Regions from separate parts of the Gossypium hirsutum genome. Here region 2 is linked to region 1. A link is a contact called in public Hi-C data. All regions are on one chromosome and are shown on one strand. Each heading gives the region's core, a stretch centred on a gene start, on an enhancer-like site or on the middle of the called end of the contact. The rest is flanking DNA. Distances are from core to core; before and after follow the strand shown. Region 1 holds the start of LOC107910375 (SWI/SNF complex subunit SWI3C). Region 2 holds the start of LOC107910383 (aldehyde dehydrogenase family 3 member H1).

The links. A called contact is a pair of places that touch in the nucleus more often than the background predicts.
Region 2: a contact with region 1 is called in a Hi-C map of hypocotyl, with 2.6 times the contacts expected there. The contact joins the promoter of LOC107910383 here to the promoter of LOC107910375 in region 1. A contact is called at or near these places in 2 of 34 Hi-C or Micro-C datasets (hypocotyl and leaf).

What each region holds. Positions count from the first base shown.
Region 1 is chrD02:12,947,472-12,953,505 of Gossypium_hirsutum_v2.1, forward strand. It overlaps LOC107910375 (SWI/SNF complex subunit SWI3C), which reads right to left and starts at 3,716. Exons shown (of 7, transcript XM_016838200.2): 1 at 3,407-3,716; 2 at 2,779-3,273; 3 at 1,523-2,058; 4 at 185-545; 5 at 17-90. The coding sequence starts at 3,425.
Region 2 is chrD02:13,093,781-13,099,814 of Gossypium_hirsutum_v2.1, forward strand. It overlaps LOC107910383 (aldehyde dehydrogenase family 3 member H1), which reads right to left and starts at 3,496. Exons shown (of 10, transcript XM_016838210.2): 1 at 3,045-3,496; 2 at 1,108-1,176; 3 at 913-1,009; 4 at 601-807. The coding sequence starts at 3,269.

The DNA.
Region 1 (6,034 bases), core at 2,466-4,965:
TAAGCTAGCAGCATACCATAGCCATTACTGGATTCCCAGAATTCGCAAAAGGAAGCCTGCTTTCGGAATCTGCATCTTGAAGGTTGGGCCCTAAAAAGCATGCAAAATTTAGGGGTAAAAATAAGGACTTAATATTTTCATTCCATAGAGGATAAGTACTAAAGACACTAAGTAAATAACAAACCTGTTAGACTCCCATTCATATTTGAGTGCAATATTCCACGGCCATCTCCATTTGAAACAATCATTGATTTGGGCATGCCTGGGACTTCCATATCTTCCAATAGACCCTCCTCCATGGGTAGACGTAAAAAATGAAGTATGCATTGTGCTTTTGACTTAGTACCAACATGCTCAGCTATTTCATTCCAGTTCTCATTGTAAATTTCCAATGCCTCAAGCAGCATTAGCGTTTCCTGATCACTCCAACTTTCTCCATCTAGGTCACCATAATCTTTTGACTCTACCCTAACAAAATCTATGCTTGAATGACCAGAAAAAAATCTCCCATCATGGAAGCAATCAGAACAAAGTAGCGTATCAACCTGTCAAATAGCAACAAATGAGCATTATTAACATAAAGATTTCAGTAAATCAACATCTTAAAAGACAGTTTATGAATTCCCAAAGTGCTTCATGTGAACCTTAACATTTCAGATTAAGCAACAGCACTTTAAACTTAGCTCCACTATGATGCACTTAACAAAGTTTAGTCCTTTTACACTGGAACCAGACCAATGTTCACCTCATGATTCAATTCTCAGAATACTTTTAAGCAAGTAATCATTCTAACTAATTTGTTTGATTTGTCTGGCTTACTTTTTTATGCCTTGTAGCCACCCAAAAATATACCGAGAAGTAACCTAAGCTACTCACTGAAAGAGTATATAGGATCAGAAACCAAATCAAATCAAGTCAAACCAAACGCTAAAACTCATCTTTGTAAACCACATCCTATGGTGAATAAGAATTAGTTACCATAAACAAGTGCTTACTTCTAGCAAGAAACTTCATTGTCTACAAGTAAAGATAGAAATCTTTAGTAGTTCATTTCTTGACCACCAAAACCAAATAGAAATTACCTAACATAGACTTCCAGTGACTTCCATTTTGTATAGATTAAAGAAACAGTAACAAATATCATATATGACAAACATTTTGGAAAAGTACACCAGGTCCTAGTGTTCCTAACATTATGGAACTGCCGGATGAATGATCAGACAAAAGTGTTTGAGCTCCAAACTCAAAGGTGGCATGACCTAGGAGTGACTCTGCTGATATAGCAAAAGCTGCCAAAATCCTAAGCGAAATGGGTTTTCTCTAACAATTTCAAGAATGGTATTATTCTTCCCCCCAAAAAAAGGGGGCAAACCATCCCTTCATACATGGTATGCAGTTCATTAAATTTTCAAGGTAAAATTTGTACATATGGAGCAAGGAATTGGTCAGATGAACATCAGAAAGAACTATCAAGACTTACCATGAAAAATATAAATATTAAGATGGCCATAAAGTCACATACCTCCTTTTGAGACTGATAATATGAGGTGGGAATAGGCTGAGAACAAGAACTACAATAGTTTTCAGATAAGCGCTCTCGTATTCTGTTGTCCAAGTCAGAGACATCATTATCATTACATGACAATGGGGAATAAACATCCGCTGCCTTAAGCCTACATTTTGGCTTGTCAAATTTGATCAAACTATCAATAGACTTTAAAGCAGCTGATGGCACATGAACCTCACCATTTGATTCCTCCCTTAAGTAGGATCCAACTTTCCATGGCTCATGACTTGGTGCAGCTGCACAATAATTGATGATTCCCCAGTGATCAAGAAACCGAAAAATCCGAGTTAAATCCTCATTATTGATACCATTTACCAACCCCTGACAATCAGAAACTGTAATTCTCTTCCCAGGATTATCCATGTATTTGACAACTATTTGGTTTCTACATTCAATATATCTTTCTGGCGTGTGTTCAGGTGATTTCCCAGAGAAGAAAAGTGGCACAACTTGTCTTTCTAGACGATGCACTGTGGCTGGTGAAAACCACTCTGCTTGCAAGGAAACCCACAAACACAACCAAATATTAGTACACGAATAAGAAGATTTTAGTGCACAAAGAGAGAGGGTGCAACATAAGCTTGGAATTTATAATGCGTGTTTCTTCTACTAATGCTAGACATGACATGACATGACACGACACAACACACATATCATGTAAATAAGACCAACCCAAGTTTAAATTGCTTAACTTTTGTTTTAATTTAGATTACATCTCGTCTGAGCTAGATCAAGATTCAAGACATTTCTTAGAGTCCAATCAAAAGAAGGTCTACTATAGGTACTAATCAACTCACATAAGAAAACGATTATAAAGTTCCCCAGTCAAATACAAAAAGGAACTTAAATTATATACTTTCTCAAAAGACTTTTCCAACAGTGCATCTGAAATTCAAGCTGACAAAGAAAGAACTTTTTTTTAAAAGGTACAAAGAAAGAACATTCACCAAATATTAGCAGCGTGCGTTCACTACGAGAAACAGACGAAAGTCAAACCTTTGAAACACTTCAATCCTACCTCTTAATACCACTTACAGTCAATTAATATAAATAAGCTCCATCTATTTATACCCTTGATTTATAGGAAATTCGTTGAAATTAAACCCCCTAAACTTGTTCATTATTCTTTCGGCTAGCCAAAGTCAGAATCAAAATTGAAACCAGGCAAAAGTTTAAAACATGAAGATATTAAAGAGACAGCGGAACCGAACCTGAATGCATTGGCAGGACATGAACCCTACTCCCAAACCTCTTAACAACACCACGACCCTCCATTATAGGAGGAGGGGTGATCACATACTTCTCCGGATCAACAACGGGAGCTTCCATAGAAACCGACTGTATCTGCCCGTGCGAAACATTCTCCAAAACCGCCAGCTCAACCTGCTGATGCCCCTTACCATCCCCAATCAAACCCGCCCGTTCAGATGCCACGATCGCCATTACGGAACCGTGAGGACGGTTCACGGTTCTCTTCACCACGGGAGGGAACTCTGAGATGCGAAATCCACCGCCGGACAGGACCTCACTCTCGCTGGAGCCCGGTAAGGATGGATCCGTGGCGACACCGGCGGCATCGTCCCCGGAGTTGTCAAGGTCATCGTTGTTCTCTTCTTCATCGTCTTCCTCCGGAACCACATCCTTTTCTTCCACCTGGTGCTTCAATCTTCGCTCTCGCTTCCGCCGCTTCCATCTACCTCGACCATCTATCCCAAAAAAAATTAAAAAAAAAAATTCTAGGTAAAGTGAAAAACGTAATTAGGGTAACTTAAATTTTATTATCATTGGATACGGAAAATGAGAAAATAATTAAAAGAAAAAAGAGGGACGAGAGATTGCCTGAAGAAGAAGCAGGCATTGGATTGAATTAGTAGTGAAAGGTGAAATTACAGAGAGGAAGTGTGTGAAATGGCGAAAGAATTTTGTGGGGTGGGGGATTAAAATTGCAGGGAAGGGAAAGGTGTAGTAGTAGTAGTAGTAGTAGTAGTATAATATTAGTAGAAGGAGAAAGAGAAAGTGAATAGGGACTTTTCTTTTCTCTTCTCTTTCTCTTCTTTGTTTTGGTTTTGCCCTCTGTTTCTTAACTTTTCCCCTCCCGCACTTCAGCGTCTTTCCTTTGGGATCTTGGCGTGAGTAGGCTTATTGGGCTCACTCGGTTACCCACCAACGTTTAATCAATGTTATAAAAGTCAAATAGGTGTCGAATCTCGTTATACCATTGATTTTCGATTTAATCTTACGCTTGGAGATTCATTTATTCTCCTTGTTTGGAATGATATACTGATAAGTTTTCAATTCAATTAATTAATTCAATCCAGTTCCAATAACATTGGGTTTCGTTAATATTTTTTGAACCGGATCAACTGGTCAAGGTACAAGTCCAATGAAAAGTAAAAAAATCTATTGATTAGCGAACCTAGTTAAAACTCGTTTTTATAAACTTTTTAATTAATATTTTAAATCATATATATAATAGAAACACAAGTAAAAATGAAAATTTTAAGTTTTAATATAGTTGGTTGAGTTACATGAGTAACAAATAACTGTCAAAGCATAAATTACTCTCAATTAAAAATATTTTCTATCGAGTTGATGAGATTCTTTGAATTCAATAGAAAGAGCTAATTGTTATGCTCCATAGAGATCACTTATAAAAAATCCAGGATTTTCTTAAAGTTAATTTGATGTGGTCACTAGGATGACACTGCGATTCGGTTTTGGTCTGACAGTTGAATACAATAATTAGGTCTTCTTAGAGATTCATGTGATGATAATGTGATTATTGATGAATGTTTGTATAGATGAGGAAAATTTTCGGACCAATTACAAATCTTCACGTATCAAGCCGAAGTTATTGTAAGTCAAGCCAAAATTATCATGGTGAAAATTTGATGACATCATAATTATTTTTCTCTAATTAGTTTAAGTTAATTAATAGATAAATTTACCACTAGTTAAAAATAAAATAATTAAAGATAAAATTAAATTATTATTTCATCTTTAATCAATTAATAAGAGAAAAATAATAAATAAAAGACTTTAATTACTTGTAGAACTTTCTTTTATTCAAGTAATTAGCACTATAAGAAAGGTAGCCCCAAGCCATTCTACAAATTCACAAGTTCAAGAAGCCTAAAAGATCTCATCAAAATTATCTGAAGAAGTTGAAGAAATTTTGACGAACACCATACTCATTCTGAAGAAAACCCACCTTCCAATCCAGTTCATATGTGAAGAAGAAGACAAAAGTCGTTTCTAAAAAAAGTTGTCTTTCGATCCAAATCAACTGAAGAAAGAAGGTCCAAACCTGTTTCAAGAGCAAGTCAACATAACTCTTGAAGCAATCACATCCATCCAAGACCAAGTCTAGACAAACTTGGATTACAGCCAAATCGAAGAGAAGAATCAAAGAAGTTTTCTTTGTAAAGAAATCCAGAGATTGTAACTTTTCTTTCAAAGTTATCAATAAATTTGACTCAAAATTTCAAGTCAATTTTCAACTCAAAATTTGTGTGTATAGTTTGTTAACCAAAGATTTGGTGGATCCACAACATCGTTTCACTTAGAGATGCTTATAATAGTTTGATGGAAGATCTTTGGGGTGAAAAAGAATGTAATGGAAGATTGTTTGGGAATGCCCTATACCTCAACGTATTCAGGTTTTCTTATGTTAGTTTTTATTTTCAAATATTTTGATATAACAAAATATTTCCTTAATTAAATTTTATAAGATCTCATGTTAAACCTTAAAAAATTATTTTCAAGTAATTTTCAAAATGGTTTAAATATCTAGAAAAAAATTATGAAGATTAGAAGCTCCTAAAAGTACTTTTAAAACTTATTTTTAGCATAACTTGGGCTATGGTCCAATACCGTTATTAAGGATATCATAACACAACTTACTGACTTTAAAGGTATCGAACCCCTTGGGTCTAAGTGTCTATATATATTACTATGTATTGGACCCAAGATTGTGTGCTCTGAAACTTGGGGTGCCAAATCAATTTTGAACATTTGGGGGTATTGAACCCCAAATGAAAAGGAACTGAACCCCAAAGCAAGAGGTATTTGAACACAACCTTAGAGTCTGGTATCTATAGCTTTAACGATTACTTTATTTAAGCAGGGTATCAGAACCTAAAGTCCAAGTATTGAAACATAGGCCCCTGCAACTGCATTTAATGTTCAAGTAAATGTCTTAAATGACTCAATTTTCCCTCTAATTACTCTAAACGACTAGAAATCAATGAAAGGGTATAAATATAACTTAAGAACATCAAAAAGAAGACAAGAAACAAGTTCATAAAGCTTATTGTGTAAAAATCCAATCTTTCACTTGTAATTTTCATATTTCTCTTGTTTACACTTCGAGTTTTATTTTCTTTCATTATTTTCAAGTGTTAGTAATTCATTTAAGTGAGCTTGATTATTGTATATAAGCCTTTGATTGGTATTTCTTTTTAACTA
Region 2 (6,034 bases), core at 2,246-4,745, 150 kb after region 1:
CCATATGGCTCTCACCATGAATCTATGATAGATAAAGAGTCTCGAATCCACACAGAAGACATTTAAGATTTCAAAGCTTGATCCCCAGATCTACCCCTCCTCCTCCATCAACTAATCTTATTCTTGGATCTTGTTTGTGAAATTGATAAAAATCAATATTTTTATGTATTTTTATAATTTCTATGTGTATTAAATTACTATAGTCTGATATATATATATTTCCTTCATTTTATTTCTTTTATTTATTGTTTTCTTTCTCATATTTCCTTCAGATGAATATAAAAAAAAAAGAAGAAAAACTCCAGAGGCTATTTTTTCATTTCACTGGTTGAGAAATCCACTTCGAATCTTTTTCTGATATACATAAAGTAAATAGAAAAAGATTCAAAGTTCCTATTTTTAATCTAATACAATATTTAATAATATTAAATTAAATAATAGGACCCAAACTGTGGTTTGAAAACAAGTAATAGAAAGATAACATCCACTTTGATCACAAACTTCTCGAAGCATACACATATGAACCTTAAATAAAGTTGCCCAAATGTATTAAGACATAAAAGATTGAACTGGAGGAGAAGGACAATAATAAGCAAGGACCTGTATACAGTATTTTGTCCCACTTTTGCTCAAGTAGTGCTGCTGTTTCAGGAACAGCCCCTTCAACAACCTTTATGCAAGAGCTGTCCAAATATTCAGCTACTAGCCTTGCAAGCAACAATGATGTGGCTGGAGCAATTTCTGACGGCTTTAAGACTATAGCATTACCGGCTGCAATAGCTCCAACAATTGGATCTAGAGACAACACTGAAAGAAGATATACAATTATAGTCATCATTCCGACAAAATTTAGGAATTAAAAGAAAAAGGAAAACATGACTGTAAACAAGTTCACCAGGGAGTTTAACATACAAAAAGGATAATTCCAAGTTGAGATTACTAACACCACACCCAATGGTTCAGATACAATTTCAGCAGAGGAAGGAAATGTAACCAATGAAGTTTTTGCCTGCAAGAAAGGCAGGTTAATCATATTCAACTCTTTAATGCCAAAAAGAAAACTCAATGAAAGCTTCCACCCATTTGAGAGGTATCCAAAATATTTACCTTTTCTGGCATCATCCAATGCTTCATGTTCTTGACTGCCAATCTACATGAGTTCTTTAGCATCGCTATCTGAAGTGTCAACCATGTCAATATCAGAGGAAAAAGATTACTTATTTTATGTGGGAGTTCCATAGAAACGAAGAGCACACTCGGGAGGCCAAATATAAATAACTCAAATATTGTTGCCTTCTCCATAGTTCTTGTTTTCTAATTAGTGTGACATTTAGGGTTAAAACAAAGATATCAACTATCAAGAATTACACAAACTTAACAAGAGGATGACATCTCAAAACAAACTTGCCTGTATGACAAAAATAAATTGCTCCAGAACAATAGTAAACTAATATATTAATTTTCCAAGTTAAAAACCTAAAAGTAACCGACTTTTATCTTCAGCCAAATAGTGACACTTACACCAAGAACTACCACTTAGGAAACCTCAAAAGAAAATTTGCTTACTGTCCAACATTCATTATCATTAGCTCTTAAATCTAATCAACATAACACAAAAGGTTGACTTAAATGATGCATATAACTATCTTAAAGTAAACCACACTAGCCTCCACATTTAAATCCAGAGACTGAATATATATAATTTAGGCATTTGGCTCAAATAATGTTTCTTTCAAACAAGTGGCAAACACCTGTGACTATAAACAGATGAAAATTTTCAAAAACCTCCTTAAGTATTCATTGGCGACAATCAAGGTTCATCTAGCTTTCATACCATTATTAAGTATCCCCACATTAATTAATCAAAACTACAATTATCCTCACAGCAGTAGTCTATCTCAGTCAAAGCTCCAATCACCAACTTATAATTATTCAAAATAACAGTAAATAGCAAGACATCTCTCTATCTCTTTCTTTTTCCTAAATCCTGTCCACCTACTGATATACATTCCTGCATTGAAGTTTAACCGTTACTTATTATACTTAATCCTGATCTCTACTAAATATGGGAAAGCGCAGGGACTATCTACCCCAAAGCCCAGACATATTCCAAATAATTAATAATTTTGAGGAATCTTCACTGATAAAAGTATATCCACAATAACTATAGAGGCTGAACAAAAAAAAAAGGCCAAAAAAGAAATATTTCTTACGATATTTACATCATGTGGCTGGAGATTTTAACCAAGTGAGCAAGTTGGATTAGCAATAAATATTCAAGTATTTGAGTTCTAGTAGTTTGGAACACTGCATATATCTAGCAATCATTTAAAGTCAGAAAAATGATCAACCGTTTTCATGACAAAGTTAACTGTTAGCATGCCATAAATGCTACTTGTGCCCATCAAGATTTCAATTCTGTCACGTATTTAAACACTTCTAAAACCTTTGCACACCAGCAACAATAGAGAGAGGATTCCTAAAACTTCCCAACTGTTCTCTTCATGTATTTCACGATTCTCGAGTTGGAGCTTGACACGAAACAGGGCCTCTCATAAAATTTTATAATATTAATACAAATGTATATCTAGATTTATGAAAAACTAAATAAACCCCCCAAACAGCACCGTTAGCTTTAAAGACAAAGTAGTTGAAGTTGTTTATCAGTAACCAAATAAACCCATCAAATCTATTTTATGAATATTATAATCTGGAGACTGGTCAATAATTAATAACAAAGTTTTAATAATTTAAAATTGAAATTCAGATTCATTCAATAACCAAGTCCAACAGTAAAGTTTTTATTATTAGATATAATTAAATGCCAATCAAGAATTGTCCAGAGCTGACTTACAGCCGCCTATAGACTCTGCACTAAACGACTAATACTATAATTTAGTACGTGAAATAACTTCATTGAATTCTACTTCTCATCCATTTTAATTAATTAACTAAAAAACTAATCCGAAATCAATTTTTTTTTAAAAAGAAAGAATAACAGGAAAATAAATTTTCAAAATTAAAAAGAAATAAAAAGGTTTGACCTCATAGATGGAGGATTCGAGTTCCGGCTTGGAAAGATCATCGTGAAGAGCGGCAACGATTTGCGGCTCCTTCTCTTCCATCATCTTCACCATGGCATTCAACTGAGTCAATCTCCATTCGTAGCTTTTAGTCTTTCCGGTTGCGAAGCTAGCTCTCAACTCCTTCACCAACTCCTTCGCCGACTCCGTACAAAATACCGGCTTGTTCTCCACTTCGCTCGTCATTATCGTCCAAATAATCAATCAAATTACGCTCCAACTATGAATCTTAAAAGGAACCGCCGAGAACAAGAAATCAAAATGAGGATTTTGAATTGATTGGACTCTGCCGGCGTTGATAATGATGATGTCTTACGTCACCTTTTCTTTTTCCTGCCAATATACTCAAAAACAACGAAACTGCGTATAATCGTATATAGATATATAGCACAAGACCCCGTGACCCGGGCCATACCTCTGGCGTTTTCCTCAGCTGTGATCTATTAAGGTAAACCTTCACTTTCTGATGGGGACCTATACAACCGATTAAAAAGATAAATAAATTAATTTTTCCTTTTAACTTTGGACTTTCAGATTTAATTTTGAATTTAAAAATGTAAATAAATCATACCTGGAATGTTAAGTTGACGTGAATTTCAATATAATTCTTGTCCTTATAAGAAAGCAAGATTTAAAAATATAAAAAAGAAAAATAATGGTAAATTCCATCTTTAGTTATATAATTATTAGTGTATTTTTCTTTTGGTAACTAAATTATAAAGACTTTCAATTTCACCGCTAATATTGTTCTGATGTAAAATGTTTTTGGATATGATAATGTCATATTTTTTAATTATTATAATAATATATTTAGTTTTCAATATTTACATATTTTAATAATTTAATTTAATTTTAAATAAATATTACATTAAGCTAAAAAACTTTCAATTTCATCACTAATTATATCATATCATATATTATATATTTTTTGAAGAAATATCATATATTATTTTAAAAGGTCTTCAGAAATAATTTTATGTGGCGTGTTTAAAATGATGACAAGTCGATAGTGTCTTTACTTAACACGTCAGCATTTTATTTGTAACACCCCAATACCCGACCTGATCGACGAGTCTGAGTTACAAGGTGTTACATTCATTGCCGGAGCAACTACAATCAATAACATCCAATTCAATGTCAATATAACTTTAAATATAAGTAATTCATGCTAATTAAACAATGCATTATCATTTTCGGGCCTTAAATGAGCCTACAAAAGCTCTTTTATTAACCCAAGATCGAAATGGATCAAATTGTAAATGATACAAAATTTTGAATTGATGTCACGACTTTGGGGAGTTCATTATCGCGACATGACTCTCTGATTAGGGTTCGTCTGTAACACCCTATACTTGACCCAATTGCCGGGTCCGAGCTACAATGTGCCACATTCGTTGCCGGAGCAACTACGGTCAAATTAAATATGAATTCACATCATCAAGCTATTATTCATAAGAATTATAAACAAACAATACAATATAGAATCATTCTTGGGTCCTAAACGAGCTTACGAAAGCTTTTAATTTAACTCGAGATCAAATCAAGACTGAATTGTAAAATTTTCAAAATACAGGGTTGATGCCGTGACGTCATCATTACCATATCGTAATGTCACCAAACAATTTATCACGTCACAACGTCAGTTTGCGTGACATCACTCACTGTTTGGCCTCATTGAGACGACAGTGTTTCTCGTCTCAACGTGACATTATAGGCCATTTCTTATCGCAACGACATGCGTTTGACGTCACGACGTCACATACTATTTCTGCAATACCAACTCACAACCTGCAATTTTAAGATACACCAATGCATATTCAATTTAACCTTATTATTTTCTTCTTTTTGACCAAATGTACAGTAAAAATAGGTTCCATAATAAGCCATAACACTTTCAATTCATATCAACATCATGTTCTAACTACCTATTACTTCCAATCATCCAATCATTCTCACTAACTTACCTAGTATTCTTATTATTCTAGATGCAAACCTATACATATTAATTCTTCACTTTGTAATTAAACTGCCATTTGATGTATCATTCCCTGATACTACCATAGCAAATCCAAATTGCACATCATGACATATGACATATCAACCATTTATTAGGTCCATTCATACATTTCAATCACGGTACCATCACATATCTCATGCATTAATCACACTATGAGAATTCTAAGTTGCATACACATATACGCATATACACATCAACCATATATATCACTTTTAAAACATCAAAATGCAACATTTAATTATAAATACCATTCTATCCCAACAAAACTTAACCTATTAGGTGCATGCCAACTATAAACATAAAAAATGCACAAACATTGCTAAGCCGGGTTCGAATTCTGGATGCTAAGAAGACCTTATCATGATCTACTGTGAATCTAAGTTACCTACGCACGAAAAAACAAAACCTATGTTGTGCAAATCGCTTAATGGTAAATTTATGATTCAAGATATTGGATTACAAGTATAAGCTAATTGAACCTATTCAATTCAAAATCAAAGCATGAGTATTACTTTGCACAATTCCATACTTCAATTGCCAATTCAAAGCAATTATACCTATATTCATGTTAACATAGAATCCGCTGTATATGCATATGCAAATTAATATAACATTTATCATTCAATTTATAAACAACTAGTTTAGTGTTCAACCTCATCAATTAAGTAAATATATCCCTTTCATATTGATGTTTCAACTATTTTTAAGCCTAATGGCTCTTTTATACATGCTCGGACCCCGGGGCTTATTTTCAAATAAAATAAAATAATATCACATTTCATAATTCCATCACATTTCATTACTTTACCATTTACCAATTCATGTGTTTATAACGCCATTAACTTGACACTAGGTACAGATAGACAGATCCATCACCCAAGGTTGCCTGGCAACAATGACGCTATAATGATATATAATACCATTTCGAATTGCC